Regions from separate parts of the Sus scrofa genome. Here all the other regions are linked to region 1. The links are chromatin contacts, called in public HiChIP or PLAC-seq maps. All regions are on one chromosome and are shown on one strand. The core of a region is the stretch at or near the end of the contact, and the rest is flanking DNA. Distances in the headings are between cores, read along the strand shown. Region 1 holds the start of LRRC58 (leucine-rich repeat-containing protein 58). Region 2 holds the start of TIMMDC1 (complex I assembly factor TIMMDC1, mitochondrial). Region 3 holds the start of CD80 (CD80 molecule). Region 4 holds the start of MAATS1 (cilia- and flagella-associated protein 91).

What was found. HiChIP or PLAC-seq counts read pairs in DNA pulled down with a chosen protein or histone mark.
Region 2: a contact with region 1 is called in an H3K27ac HiChIP or PLAC-seq map of alveolar macrophages. The contact joins the promoter of TIMMDC1 here to the promoter of LRRC58 in region 1. A contact is called at or near these places in 1 of 5 promoter capture datasets (fetal liver), 1 of 47 Hi-C or Micro-C datasets (heart right ventricle) and 1 of 2 datasets of contacts at active chromatin or transcription factors (alveolar macrophages).
Region 3: a contact with region 1 is called in an H3K27ac HiChIP or PLAC-seq map of alveolar macrophages. The contact joins the promoter of CD80 here to the promoter of LRRC58 in region 1. A contact is called at or near these places in 1 of 5 promoter capture datasets (fetal liver) and 1 of 2 datasets of contacts at active chromatin or transcription factors (alveolar macrophages).
Region 4: an H3K27ac HiChIP or PLAC-seq map of alveolar macrophages shows a contact between it and region 1. The contact joins the promoter of MAATS1 here to the promoter of LRRC58 in region 1. A contact is called at or near these places in 5 of 47 Hi-C or Micro-C datasets (embryonic fibroblasts, heart right ventricle, liver and 1 more) and 2 of 2 datasets of contacts at active chromatin or transcription factors (alveolar macrophages and skeletal muscle).

The regions. Positions count from the first base shown.
Region 1 is chr13:139,926,008-139,929,618 of Sscrofa11.1, forward strand. It overlaps LRRC58 (leucine-rich repeat-containing protein 58), which reads left to right and starts at 1,701. Exons shown (of 5, transcript XM_021070309.1): 1 at 1,701-2,333. The coding sequence starts at 1,834.
Region 2 is chr13:140,756,724-140,760,334 of Sscrofa11.1, forward strand. TIMMDC1 (complex I assembly factor TIMMDC1, mitochondrial) reads right to left here and starts at 1,975. Exons shown (of 8, transcript XM_021070323.1): 1 at 1,844-1,975; 2 at 1,466-1,743. The coding sequence starts at 1,659.
Region 3 is chr13:140,691,718-140,695,328 of Sscrofa11.1, forward strand. CD80 (CD80 molecule) reads left to right here and starts at 1,716. Exons shown (of 7, transcript NM_214087.1): 1 at 1,716-1,813; 2 at 2,872-3,177. The coding sequence starts at 3,093.
Region 4 is chr13:140,565,328-140,568,938 of Sscrofa11.1, forward strand. It overlaps MAATS1 (cilia- and flagella-associated protein 91), which reads right to left and starts at 1,649. Exons shown (of 18, transcript XM_003132654.4): 1 at 1,380-1,649. The coding sequence starts at 1,503.

The DNA.
Region 1 (3,611 bases), core at 451-2,950:
GTAAGGTCATGCTCTACAATTGAGTCTATTTCCATCTTTTCCCCCGTTAATGTCACAGATTTGTGATCTTAACTCTATTTCTGAACCATATTTGTTTTTTCTTTTACATTACATTCCTGTCAGTTTATTTTTTTTTAATCATAGACGCATTACATTTTAAAAAGGATAAAACTGAATTTTTTTTTTTTTTTTGGTCTTTTTGCCATTTCTTGGGCCGCTCCTGCAGCATATGGAGGTTCCTAGGCTAGGGGTTGAATCGGAGCTGTAGCCACTGGCCTACACCACAGCCACAGCAACTCGGGATCCGAGCTGCGTCTGCACCTACACCACAGCTCACGGCAACGCCAGATCCTTAACCTACTGAGCAAGGGCAGGGATCAAACCCGCAACCTCATGGTTCCTAGTCGGATTCGTTAACCACTGCCCACCACTACGGGAACTCCCGTATTATTTTAAACATTTGCAATTTTCACACACTAGGTTCCTGCCAGAATGTTATCTTGATCCCAAGTAAAGTCTACTTTTTAAAAGGACCCTTTCAAAACAGGTTTCAAATTCAGGACACTCCATTGGTTTTAAAAACACTCCATCCCTGCTTTAAACTCACAAAGTGTATCCTCCCATAACCATAAATCAATCAGAAATTAAGTTAAAGTTTGGCAGGAGGTAAAAAGCATAATTTCTCACACAAATAACCGGCAAGAAAAAAGTTAACTTTATTCTTTTTAGGAAGAAAGCAATTTAATAGCACTGGTTATATACAATCGTCTAACATTTTTATGCATAAGCTTTGTAAAAAAATACACTAAATATTTTCATTTCTATCCATGACTTTTCAAAATTATAAAAATTTCAGAAAAAAACCGACTTTAGGGTAAGGGCGAAAACAGGTTTAGAAGTACTACATGAAAGCCAGAATCAGGACTTTTCCAGTTAAATTGAAGTTTTAACCTGAAGTAAAATCTCAATGCTTTCTGGGTTAAACTGATCAATTAATTTGAGCTATTTCAAATTAACGAAAACTCAGCCATGGCTCCCAAATTCATTTCCAGCCACTGCAACTTAAACCAAAAACCACAGAAGTGCTTCTACAGCTAAAATGGTGAAATGTTCTTGACACACATTCCTTTAAAAAAAAAAATCCTCTAGGGCAAGCAGGCCAAGGATTAGCCATATTTTTTTTGGATGGAGAAACTGAAATCAAATCCCCTGTCCGAGGAAACAAAGTTATTTAACAGCAGAACCCGAGGTAAGATCCAAGAGTCCCGATTTCTAGTTCAGCTGCCTTCGCGCTTTTAAGTCGGCTTGGTCAATCCCGGGACTTTGAATTCCCGGGTCTTGCTGTCATGCAACTGAATCATCACTAAAGTCCTGAGTCCTCGCTGGCTCCCGCAGACCAGGGGCCCCCACTCCGAAACCAGGGCCTCAGAAGGCGGTGCACCGTCACGCGCGAACCCTCAAAGCCAAATAACCAAACTGTCCTCGGACTGTTTACCGAGGCCACCCTGGAATTCGGGGACAGGTCACCAGACTTCAAGAACTATAGAACACGACTGCCCGGACCCAGCCGGGCTCAGAGAGTAAGCCGAGCACTGACTGCTCTCTGCCCCCGCCCGGCTCATGGGATCCTTGCGGCGCGCCGCGCGAGACGGAGTCCGGCCCTTGAGCGGCGCGCGCACCCCGCCTCCTAGCGTCGCGTGACTCCGCGGGGGGGGAGGGGGGCCGGGGTTAGCGCCCGCCCGCGCCACTTCCGACGCAGCCCTCGGTTCAGGTTCCGGGGCGCCGCGGAGCTCCCGGCCTGTGGGTCGCGCTCTGCGCGACGCGGTGGCCGGGATGCAGGAGGCCGGAGCGCCGGTGGCCACGGCCGGGGAGGCCGAGCTGAACTTGTCCCGCCTCAGCGTTTCTCCCGAGACGCTGGAGTCGGAGTTGGAGGCGCGGGGCGAGGAGCGGCGCGGAACGCGGGAGGCGCTGCTACGGCTGCTGCTGCCGCACAACCGTCTGGTGTCGCTGCCGCGGGCGCTGGGCAGCGGCTTCCCGCACCTCCAACTGTTGGACGTGAGCGGCAACGCGTTGACCGCGCTGGGGCCGGAGCTGCTAGCGCTGAGCGGCCTGCGCACGCTGCTGGCCAAGAATAACCGTCTCGGCGGGCCCGGCGCGCTGCCCAAGGGCCTGGCCCAGTCGCCGCTCTGCCGCAGCCTCCAGGTGCTCAACCTCAGCGGGAACTGTTTCCAGGAGGTGCCCACCTCGGTGCTGGAGCTGCGTGCGCTGCAGACCCTCAGCCTTGGCGGCAACCAGCTTCAGAGCATCCCGGCTGAGATCGAAAATTTGAGGAGGTGAGCGGGTGCCGGCCTGCCCGAGAGTAGGGAGGCCCCAGCACAGGGTCGAGGGTGGGTGTCCCGAGGCCCCGGTAGTTCCGGGGCCCTGCGCCTGGTCTTGGCGCCCGTTGGTTGTCACGTAACTCTCTCAGTCCAGGCTCTTGAACTCTTTGGCTGCCCTGCCAACTCAGTGAGTTGTACTGAGGAGCTGATAGGATCATGGGTGTGACAGCGTTTGGTTTGTTGTGTTTGCGCTGTGCAGATTTTCGAGATATTTTTTCTGTTTTTCTGGGGTCACTGGAAGTGATCTGAACTGAGCATATACTCAAACATATGTAAATCTGAGGTTGTCACTTAATTGCTCCGGAGTCTTGGGTGGTTTTCCATGCCTGTAGATCAAAGTTTATGTCCTGTAAAGTGACATACAAAGGAACTCTGATCTGATCCCTGCTTGCCACTGCGTTACCTACTCTGTCTTCTCCTTGGCAATACCAGCAATACTATTTGTGGAATTCAGTAAGGTGTGCACTTTACCAGCAGCTTGTAGGCTCTCACTAAATGTGTGTTGAATGGATACAGTGCCTCTGTACATTGTTGTTCCTTTTGCCTAGAATGTTGCTTGCACTGGACAGACCCCTGCTCATCCTTAAAACCTGTTTTGAGGGTCATTTTTTGTTGTTTGTTTCCTTCTGTTACTACTTCCTGGACAACAATTATAATTGTCTAAACTGTACTTCTTGGGAACCATTCATCCTACCGCTGCACTTACCTTATTGATTATAATTCCTTGTTTACAGGTCCGCCTCATCTGCTAGATTAGTCACTAAATGTATGTTGAATTAAATGGAAGACGGAAGCAGGAATGCAGGATAACAAAAGTCTCCTAAAGGTGCCCTGCAGGGGAGAAATAAAGTACGAGGAAGTGTATTGTCCAAAATGAAAAAAAAGTATCTTCCATCTCTTTATTGAATTTTCCAAGATAACAGAATATTAGAATTGAAAGGACCTGAGTTAAGTGCAGTGAAAAGAAATTGACCTAAGAATAACAACTGTTGGTGCCCCAGTCTTAGACAAGTCGCTTAGCATACCCTGACTACAGTTTCCTGATAAGCAAAATGAGGCATTTGGACAAGATGCCACTTTGTTACTCACCAACAGATTTTTGAGCACCTACCCTGTGTCAGGCACTGTCCTAGGTGCTGGGGATACAGTGGTGAGTAGGATTATGCCCTCATGGATAATTTCAAACAGAGGAGACATTAAACACCTGACTGTAAACTTCATTATTTCATTACA
Region 2 (3,611 bases), core at 725-3,224, 830 kb after region 1:
CTACACCACAGCTCACAGCAACACTAGATGCTTAACCCACTGAGCAAGGTCAGGGATTGAACCTATGTCCTCATGGATGCTAGTCAAATTTGTTAACCACTGAGACACAAGACAAACTCCTGAACTTTATATTTTAACTTTTATAACGAATAAGATAAAAAACATCATTTACATTAAAAACTGGTAGAACCCAGAAAGGAGAAAATATAAAAGAGCTTTAGATTTAACAAGTTGGGAAATGCATATGCTTTTCTCTTTTCCATCCTTTGAAAAATTCTATGACATAGGTGATACTTTTTTCCATTTTATCAATTGAGGCTGTAAGAAATTACATGATTAATCCTAACAGCTAAATGAATGGTGAAGAAACGGGGCACAGTGATGAAAAGGACCAATGGGATTGTGGTTCTGGTTCGTGTCATCCACTGCTAAGAGACTTGTGGCCAGATCACAATCACTCTGAACATTGGTTTCCTTATGCATGACTTAGTGGGGAGAATGAAAGTTAAACTAAATTATCTTTCACATTTCTTTCAGCTCCAACATTCTGTGGTTTTATAAAGCTGATCAAAATAACCCTTTTCTGTTATATACTATATAGGCTCCTTCACAAATATCTCAAATAAATTTTGGAAGGACCAATAAGAAGGGCGGCTTATCTTTAAAACAAAGATGATGAAACCTAAATAAAGTAATTAATACAATTCCACCAGCTCCCCTGCCTGAACTATCTCAGCAACATAATAAAGCTTCGACGTTAATTTAACCAATGTTGATAACACAGTATAGTATATAGTAAAGTACTTCATAAAAGGGCAAACTTTTTACCAGTAATTGATGAACGAAACAATGATGAAATTAATTATCGTGAGTTTTCCATTAAAGTTAATTCAATTTAAAGGGTTATTTCTTTTATTCTGAAACATCCTTATTTGTGAATCCAGCTAATTTCTTTATAAAATGATGAGACAATAGTTGCTACTATTTTTTATATATTCCTTATTTAGCAGAATAAAAATTTTACAACTCTTTCTGCTATCTCTGAACTTCCATTTTTGCGCCGGGGAGGAGGGCTATTGGTCATAAACTATCAAAATTTGGGATCAAGTTATATAAGAAAAGGAATATTGCAGTCCTGCAGATGTGGGTTCTCGCGTCACCAAGTACCTTGGCCCAATTCTTCTAATCTGTAAAATCGAGGTAATTACACTAAGACTCTACTCCCTAAATATCCCTAAAAGCTCTGACATTCAATGAGGCTCACCTTTACCACCTGAAAACCGGCCTGTCAATCATAAGAACCACCTAGCCGCTATGTTAGGATACAAGCTTGGAGTACAAGCACTAGAACCCAAAATTCCGTTTAAAAATAAATCACACCACCCTGGGGTCCTTCATCCCGGATGACCCAGGTTTCAGGTCACCTCCTTCGTAGCCCCTCCCCACAGACCGTAGGCACTTTTACTCTTTGACAAACAGCTCCCGGAGTCGGTCCCATCCGGATTCCGGGTATCGGGCTTCCGGGACGCAGGAAGGCAGCTTAAGGTCCTCCGCAAGACCCTTGGAATCGGTGGCCACAGCTCCAGCAGCAAAGACCCGAGGGAAAGGATTCAGCGCCCTGCAGAGCAAGCTCCGTGGAGCCGGCGGCCGCACCTCCATGGTCTCCTCAGAACCTGCCGGACAGCTTGGGCGCTCAGGGCCCCAAGGTCTCCGGGAGGCGCCGTGGGAGAAGAGCGAAGATAACTGCAAGAATAAGTGACGAATACTGGTACACTACGCTCTAGCAAATTCGCGGCCGTAGCGGTAGCCACACACCGTGACAGACCTGCACTCCCAGACTAACCTCACTTTGGAAGCCCTTGGACACACGAGACAGGAAGTCCCGCCCCAACCAGGGCAAAGGCTACTGGGCTGGGCGAGGGCGGAGCCGGAGCCGGAAGCACTTCCGGTTTGAGGTGGGACGGATCTTAGAGGTGGCAAGCTGACTCGCCGGAAGTGAGCTGGCGGCGTGTAACAGCTCTCTGCACCGTCTGGCCCCCGCCTCCTGCGCCAGTGAAACTGTGTGGGGCAGTTTCCAGGCAACCAGACCGGGTCATTAGCTGAAGTAGGTTAGCGTATTTTATTTTTTATGTAATTTTTATTTTTCCATTATAGTTGATTTACAGTGTTCTGACAATTTCTAGTGTAAAGCATAATTACCCAGTCATACATAGGCTTTTTCTCACATTATCCTCTATGATGTTCCATCACAAGTGACTCGATACAGTTCCCTGTGCTATATAGCAGGATCTCATTGCTTATCTACTCCAAATGCAATAGTTTGAAGTTAGCTTATTTTAAAAAGCAGGAATGTAGATGAAGAAAGTGCAGTGTTCAACACAAATGGGGTACAGAAAGGGGAAGGCAGTTTGCAGAACTACAAGCCCAACCCACCCTGTCATAGCTCGGGAAACCTCTGAGGTTGGGCGAGGTCTATTCTCGATTTCAGAAAGTTAGGAGGCTTTTAAGAGGGGTCTTGTTGCCAGTTACACCCAGATTTCCAGAACATTTTTATGTAGAAGAATCGGTTCAGGGCTTCACAAGATGGGTTTTATTCACCTTGGTTCATATAACTACTCTTTCTTAAAAGGCAGGACACTTTCTCTCAGATGTTTGCTTGGTAGTCCAGCAATAATTTCCTGTCACTACAGCCTCTGCTATCATATGCTTCAAAGTATAATTTTATTAAAATGCACGCTTATGAAGGAATTCCCACTGTGGCACAACAGGATCCGCGGTGTCTTGGCAGCACTTGGGAGCCTGGTTCTATCCCTGCCTGGTTCCTTAGCTATGGTTTAGGTACTCGGATCTGATCCCCAGCCCTGGAACCCCATATGCCACCTCGGCCAAAAACAACAACAAAAACAAGACAGCTCGCATGTTAAGTATTTTTAAACTGATTTGTGTTTCTTTTTTTTTTTTTTTTTTTGCCTTTTTTTAGGGCTGCATCTGCAGCATATGTTAGTTCCCAGACTAGGGGTCAAATCCAAGCTACAGCTGCTGGCTTAAGCCACAGCCACTGCAACGAAGGATCCGAGCCAGGTCTTCGACCTACACTACAAGGCAGGGCAATGCAGGATCACCAACACTGAGCCAGGCCAGGGGTAGAACCACATCCTCATGGATCCTAATTGGGTCCGTTAACCCCTGAGACATGAAGGGAACTCCTGATTTGTGTAATTTCATCTGATCTTTGCTAGGAATCATACACATTGTCTTCGCCAATTCCTACCCATCATTTATTCCTTTCTAGGAATAATTCAAAATAATTACAATCTTTAGTAGGATACAGTAAAGAGAATTCCAGAATTTGATAGCTGGAAGTCTCTAGATATGGTCCAGAGAAGTGACTGATAGAGTGACTAGCTGAGTTAGTCTAATCACAGTGCCAGGAAGAGCTCTCTAGTGTCTGGGAGAGAGGATTAGATTCAGTTCCCATCAGAGCACTTACTACATTGCATCATGATTTCCTCTTTGCTATGTGTCTCAATAGACTAACTTTGAGGTCAAGAGACTATGTTTATTCATCTGTGTCTCCAGTACCTACCATGACTGGCACATAGGTTGTCGAA
Region 3 (3,611 bases), core at 466-2,965, 770 kb after region 1:
GTCTCAGTGTGAAGACCTTGCCCTAGCCCAAATCAATGTGTCTTCTGGCAAGGAAGGTGCAGTCATTGTGGGGCCCTCCTCAGAATCATACTTTAGAGCTGGACCCATCAGATCACATCATATAAGCTGCCACTAACTCTGTGCATAAGATCTGTTTCAAATGCTGCCAGTGATTTTCTGAGGCTGGACCATTAGCTGAGCCTTGGGACATTATTACCTAGTGAAGGTCTGTGTTTGCCATACCACAGCCTGGCCAAAGCCTAAGCTCTGATTTCTCTCTTATTCTTTCTTTCTCTTCCTTCAGAAAGCTTTTCATACTTCCCCACCGTGAGGCCTCAACTTGCATCCTTCTCTATCAGCTTTTTATATAATGGGATCTCCATGCACTGAAAAATTTAGGATGGATGGCAGCCTAAACTGTGATTTTTTGCCAGCAAAGTTTGTTTCCTAAAAGCCTTAGGTCAATATTTCAGACATTTCTATACCATATTTGCAATGTTTACCCCATTGATAGATCATGTCTATTTTTCTTCTAAATTGACTCACCTTTCTATTTCTGCATTTATTTTAGATGAGAAACTATTATGTCTCTACCTTCTGAGGTATCCCTCCTATCTTTGCCTAGATTATCCAGAAAGCAAAGCTAGAAGCAAAGGCCTAGATTATTGGGAACGTGAGTCTAGGGGTGTAGGACGGGGGATTGAAATGGTGGAGGAAGGAAAGCCAATACAAGAGTGACATACCACGTTGGCCTCTGCTGCAGACAAGTGGTATTCATTCCCACTCGACCTTCTGCAAAGCCTCATGGAATGTCTCTCACAACTCTCCACCTGGGTGACAAAAGGGGAAAACAGTTATCCATCATGGTCAAGAGTATCTCCATGGGCTTTAAGTCCCCCATATTTCCAAGTTATACCTGCTTGAGTGTAGGATTTCCAAGGGGATCTCATGCTAAGGCAGCAGAGAAGCCCCAGGGCCAGCAGCAAACTGAAAGATGCAGGCCCAGACAAGGTTTCCACCATTGCAAGAGAGATCCACTGGAGCAGCAAGTGTTGCCCACTGACCCATGAAGTACTCCAGAATTCATAGGAGCAGAAGGCTGGCTGGAAATTGTGGAGGAAGACTGAAATATTCCTCATACCACCCCTTGGTTCTGTCACTGTGCCCACCAGAGGGTTTGCTCCACTGGGGTGGGGTGACTGGGGTATGCTGTCCAACAGGGCTGCCAGGAGTCCACTCTGTGAAGGTGGTGGTGGGAGAGTGTAGGTAAGGGTGGCCTTGTGAGCTGAGCACTGTCCCCAAAGTGCCCACTACACATGAGATGGAGGGCCCCTCCTGCAGTGGCATGACTGTAACTAGGGAGGGGTTATTCTGGGTGCTAAAACAAAACTTCAGACCAGCACAGAAACAGCCAGCCCATGCCACCAAAGTTGACGGGCCGGGCCCTCCCACTGGGGTACATTTTTACCGCCTCTCCTAGGCCCCCCAGACCCTCTTCCCTTAAGAGGGAGGGCTGAGGGAGGGCTGCTGTGTGATTTGAGGTAACTGACAAAAGAGGCCAGCAGAGGGAGACTCCTCAAATTGCACACAGCACTCTGCTCATCCCCTGGTTTAAGTTATTTCTGAGCGTTAGTGTTCTTCATCAAGTAAAAGGAAGTTGGAAGGGGAAATGCCACCTCTGTGAAATATCACCCAAAGAAAAGCTGAGTAACTTGCCATTATTTTGGAGACAGCAAGGAAAGAACATCTCAGAAGTGGGGCCTCATCTTTCTAGTTTTAAGACGAGAGAAAAGGAGGAATTATTCTTCAGCAAGTAAGTACATTTACTATTATCTGAATATGGGATAGCTTGGTAGAACAAGTTAGCAACAATTTGACTGCTTTTTAAACAAACATACTATCACTCTTACCTTCCCCCCAAAGGGTCTTCCGGGGGTTTGTTATTCCAAAATTCATAGACAATCATCATTGGAGTTATGACTCATTATTTAAAATTTTCTAGATGGTAGCAAATATTAATTTTGTAGGCTGAATTTTGAGTTTTCCAAACCAGTAAAATTCTGGTGAATCAGTGAATTCAAGCTAATCCTGATTAGAATGCCATGTGGCTGATAGAACAAGCCAGTGTGGCTGGAAAACTTGCTCTGGGGTGGTTCCCAAAGAGCAGTAGCAAACATCTTCTGGGTAGCATTGCATTCCATCTGTGGTGGCAATCTGAGAGGATCACATTGGAGCACAGCTTTTATTTTTATTTCTGAAGTTTCATCTGTTTACCGAAAATAAAACAAAACAAACAGCTTTCTTACCTTATAGTACGTAATATAAATAAGCAGTTTTCAGTATTTTTCTCTTCCCTTTTTACCGAAGCTTCTCTGTTGATTGAGATCCTCTGCCCCTTTAAGACATATTCTTTGTGTAGAAGCATTTGAAAACAGAGATACTTGTATTTCTATGTCAATATATTAAGAAAGAAGTAGTTTCATGACTTAAGCACTGCCTTAGACAAAAATACACCCTCGTTGGTGCTCTGTGTTTCTCAGTTCTGAAGAGGGTCCGAGCTTTCATGGGTTGACTTGCTGATATCTAGGGCCCTTACAGTTCTCCGTGTTTCTGACAGTCTTCATCATCCCATCCAGCGGTGGGAGAGCTGTGGTTCTTGGAACACGAACAAGGCAGCGTCACTTCCCCAGAATTCCCACCAACTTTTGCTTCCCACGCACCCCCTGCCCCAAGATTGTGCTCTGATTTAGAGGTTGCACAGATTCAGATCCCTGACTCATTGCAGGCAGGCAACTAAGAAGTTTTACAACACATGGTAGGCCAACCTTCCTTCTAGGTGACTTCTATTTTTTTTTTTTTTTTCCTTTTTAGGTTGTGAAAATAAATCTACAATCTTTTATAATCAAGAGTTCAGACACCCAGATACACCATCCTCCCTCTCCCTGGTGTGTTTTTGCAACCATCACGGAAGAACCCTCGGTGTGTGGCAATTGAATCATCTTCTGCCCCTGCCTGGTATAAGCTGTGAGGTGCCCTGTCTCATTTGGCTTGAAATTGGTTACTTCTGTTTTCATCCTCATCAAGCAGAAGCCATGTGCCACACACTGAAGTGGGGAACACCATTACCCAAGCTCTTTCAGCTCTTGGTGCTGGTTGGTCTTTTTGACTTCTGTTCAGGTAAGTGACTTCCAGGAACTTGAGTGAATCCACTGCTTCAGGGTTTAGAGAAAGGAGGTGGAGTCTCTACGATGTCCCTGTCTGTCACCTTGTGAGAGAGAAGGGACCTTCAGGGTATTTCAGTTCACTTTAGGGATGAGAAAACAAGTTTAGAGAGGTTCAAGGACCTGCCCTTATCAACAGCAGGTCAGTGGCCAAGTTAGCTCAAAGACCCAGACCTTAAAGAAAAGATGGGGCAGAGTTCCTGTCGTGGCACAGCGGAAATGAATCTGACTAGGAACCATGAGGCTGTGGGTTCGATCTGGTAGTGCCGTGAACTGTGGTGTAGGTCGCAGACAGGGCTTGGATCTGGCGTTGCTGTGGCTGTGGCATAGGCCAGCAGCTGTAGCTCTGATTAGACCCCTAGCCTGGGAACCTCCACATGCCATGGGTGC
Region 4 (3,611 bases), core at 399-2,898, 640 kb after region 1:
AAACTGGGGCTGGAGTTCCCGTCGTGGCACAGTGGTTAACAAATCCGACTAGGAACCATGAGGTTGAGGATTCGATCCCTGCCCTTGCTCAGTGGGTTGACGATCCGGCGTTGCCGTGAGCTGTGGTGTAGGTTGCAGACGTGGCTCGGATCCCACGTTGCTGTGGCTCTGGCGTAGGCTGATGGCTACAGCTCGGATTAGACCCCTAGCCTGGGAACCTCCATATGCCGTGGGAGCGGCCCAAGAAATGGCAAGAAGACAAAAATAAATAAATAGATAAATAAACTGGGGCTTTACTGGCCCAAAGGACCTAGTGGACATAGTTTATAAACAATACTTTAATGGTTAAGAATAAGCTTGAAGAAAAGAGAAAGCTAAAAACAAAGATGAAATAAACTGGCCCTTCCTTACCTAGATGCCAAATTTGGAAGAGGCCAGAGAATGAGAACTGGAAGGGCATTTTATGCAGTTTGAATGTGGGAGTGTTGAGTCAGTCTCTGAAACCAAGCAGGATGCTATAGGGCTCCTTGATGGATACAAATCCTTTGTGTGCCCCCAACCCCCCCCTCCTTCTTGTTTGTAGGAAATAGGCTTCATATAGCCTCCTTGACCTTACCTGAGTTTCAAAGAGCAGATTCAAACAGTGGATAATGAGAAAGGAGGGGATGCAGAGACAAGTCAGGAGAAGTCAAGAAACACTACTGCAGCCTTGGGGCAAGATCCTGGTTCCTCCTCAAGAAATATACAGAACATTATCTTTGAGCTCTTCTGCAGAACTAAGGCCCCCACCCAGGTGATCCAGATGGCAATTTCAACACAAGATGGCTGAAGCATCCCTCTGTGACCTCAGGAAAAAAAGTCACATACCCTTCAGCCTTCACCCTAAATATTGCTATTGAAAACTTTTTCCCCAAAACCATCAGGGATTTCGGGGGGGTTTGAACCAAGCCACTCTTGCTTGGCCCTACAGTAAACCTTTTTCTTTTGGTTTGTTTGACCTCACTGTGAGTGGAGCACCCAAACTTTCTTCAGTAACATTTCCAAGTATGCAAATCATTGGGTACTGTATGGGATACCAAAACTCCAGTAACGGGTTTCAGAAAGATTGCTTTGGGCTGTGCAAATTATCAAGAAAAGCGGGTGAAGAAGAGTCAGGTGTTCCCTACCCCTGCTCCAAGACGCAGCTCACCTGAGTCTTCAGAGATGCCCTAGAGTGCACCACCCAGAGGGCTTGGAGCTGCCCATCCAAGACAAGACAAGGGATCTGTCCTGAGGCCAGTCTTTCCTCCGCTGAGCCTCCTGGCCAGGTCCCACCATCTTCAAAGCCCATCTGTCCCAGGAGTCTACAACTCAGGAGGGAGATCTGGAGCCGCCCTTACCATACAGGAAATCATACGTTCGACTAGCGGAGACGTTGCCCCAGGTCCCCGACTTCCCTCTGCACTGGGTTTGAGACATCTGAGGTTTGGCCTGGGGCTCGGTGATGGTCACAACATGACTCATGGTGCCGGCTCTGCCCTGCAGTCAGCCAGGACCAACTTGAGAGACCTAGCTGTTGTGTGGACAGTAGCTATGGTAACCCCCTGGAAGAGCGGAAACGAAGGGCGGAGCGAGGACAGCACGCAAGCGGAGAAGGGAAGAGCGGAACTAGCATGAGAGGGGAGGAGCCGAGTGACAAGGACGGGGCGGGACGAGGGTCAGGAAAGGCGGGCTGGATGAAGAACCTGGGCGGGGCTAGTGAAGGGAGGGGCGCGGGGCTGGCGACCGGGAGGAAGACGGGGGGATTGCAGGAAGGCGTGGGGCGTGGCGCAGGGGCGGGAGGACAGGAAGTGTGCAGAGGGAAGGAGCGGGAGGGGTGGAGAAAGGGGTTGGGAGGAAAGGACAGCACTCAGAAGGAAAAAGGGGAAAGTAGTAGGCCGGGGGAGGATCTGCTACACTGCCCGCTTCATTCCAGAGGCCAAGCCTTGAGTTTTCAGTTGTACATCCAGGATCAATGCGCGGGGCCCGCAGGCTGGGGAAAAGGCTACTGCTCAAATCCAGCAGTGATTTGCCGGTTTCACTCCGCGACCTCTTTCGGAAATCCCTGGGAAATCTCAGAAAAAAATAGTCGGGGGCTTTCCTTTCGGACATCCCCTTTCCGCGGGGCTTTTTCTGCTAGCTGAGAAAGCTCCTAAACGTTGGACTTTGACACTCTATGAACCCTTGCCCTGGGAATCAGGATTTGGGGTGGGGTGGGTAGTTAGTAACTGTTGATCTGCATTCTGCTACCCCTTTCTGAGCCCTGGGCACTAATTAAATCAGCCGAAGATGATGTGGTGTATTCCGCACTGACTTGCTTTTTAAAACTACTTATTATGGAAATGTCTGTTTTTGTTTTTGTTTCAGGGCCGCAACAGCGGCATATGGAGGTTCCCAGGCTAGGGGTCCAATCCGAGCTACAGCCACGCCTATGCCTATGCCACAGCCACGCAGGATCCAAGCAGGGTCTGCTATCTACACCACAGCTCACAGCAACACCTGATCCTCAACCCACTGAGAGAGGCCAGGGATCAAACAGCAACCTCATGGTTACTAGTCGGATTCGCTGCATCACAACAGGACTCTGGAAATGTCTTAACATAGGCAAGAGTGAATCCACTTTTAGTAATGAGCTGGCGCTAATCATCACGGAGTAAATAATTATCAAGAATTTGCCAGTCCAGTTTCACCTGTCTACTATCTCCTTTTGCTTGAGCATTTTCAAATCCCAGACATTATTTTACCCTTAATCTGCATCTCAAACTGATACAGATTTTTAACATAATTGCCATTATCAAATCTAACAAAATTAATAATTCCTTTATATTTAAAATTTAGTATATATTCAAATTTCCCTGATTGAGTCCAAGATTTTTTTTTCTGATCAAAAGATCTAAAAAATTCTTTACACTTTATTTTGGTATCTCAGGATTTTCATCTAGAACAGTGAATTTCTAATATCTTCAACAATTTCCTTCTTACCTGGGATTCTTCTATAAAAAGAACTTTCTGGGCATTCCCAGTTGTTGCTCAGCAGGTTAAGAACCTGACTAGTATGCACGAGGACATAGGTTCAATCCCGGGCGTGGCTCAGGGGGTTAAGGATCTGGCGTTGCCACAAGCTATAGTGTAGATTGCAGATGCAGCTCGGATCTGGCATTGCTTTGGCTGTGGTGTTGGCCCCAGCTGCAGCTCCAATTTGATCTCTGGCTCAGGAACTGCCATATGCCACAGGTGCGGCCATAAAAAGAAAAAAAATAAAATACCGTGTTATAACGACATGATAATGTTTTTCTGTCTTAGGGTATGACTACATTTCCCACTGTCTGTTCCTTCTTCCCAGAACACCCCTGCCCCTCATCTTATCCCTGCAGACTCACTCCTCATTTGAGGTTTCAGCTAAGATGTTCCTTCCTCAGAAAGACTTCCTCGCTCTATAGGATAAATTATGTAAAGAAGCCAAGAGCCAGCCAACAGCCAAAGCCAACAACCCTTTGATAAACACATTGGAAGACACTAACCAATAGAAGATGTTAAATATGATTATAGGTGATTATAGACATATGACCACATGGTTGCTTTACATAGACTGT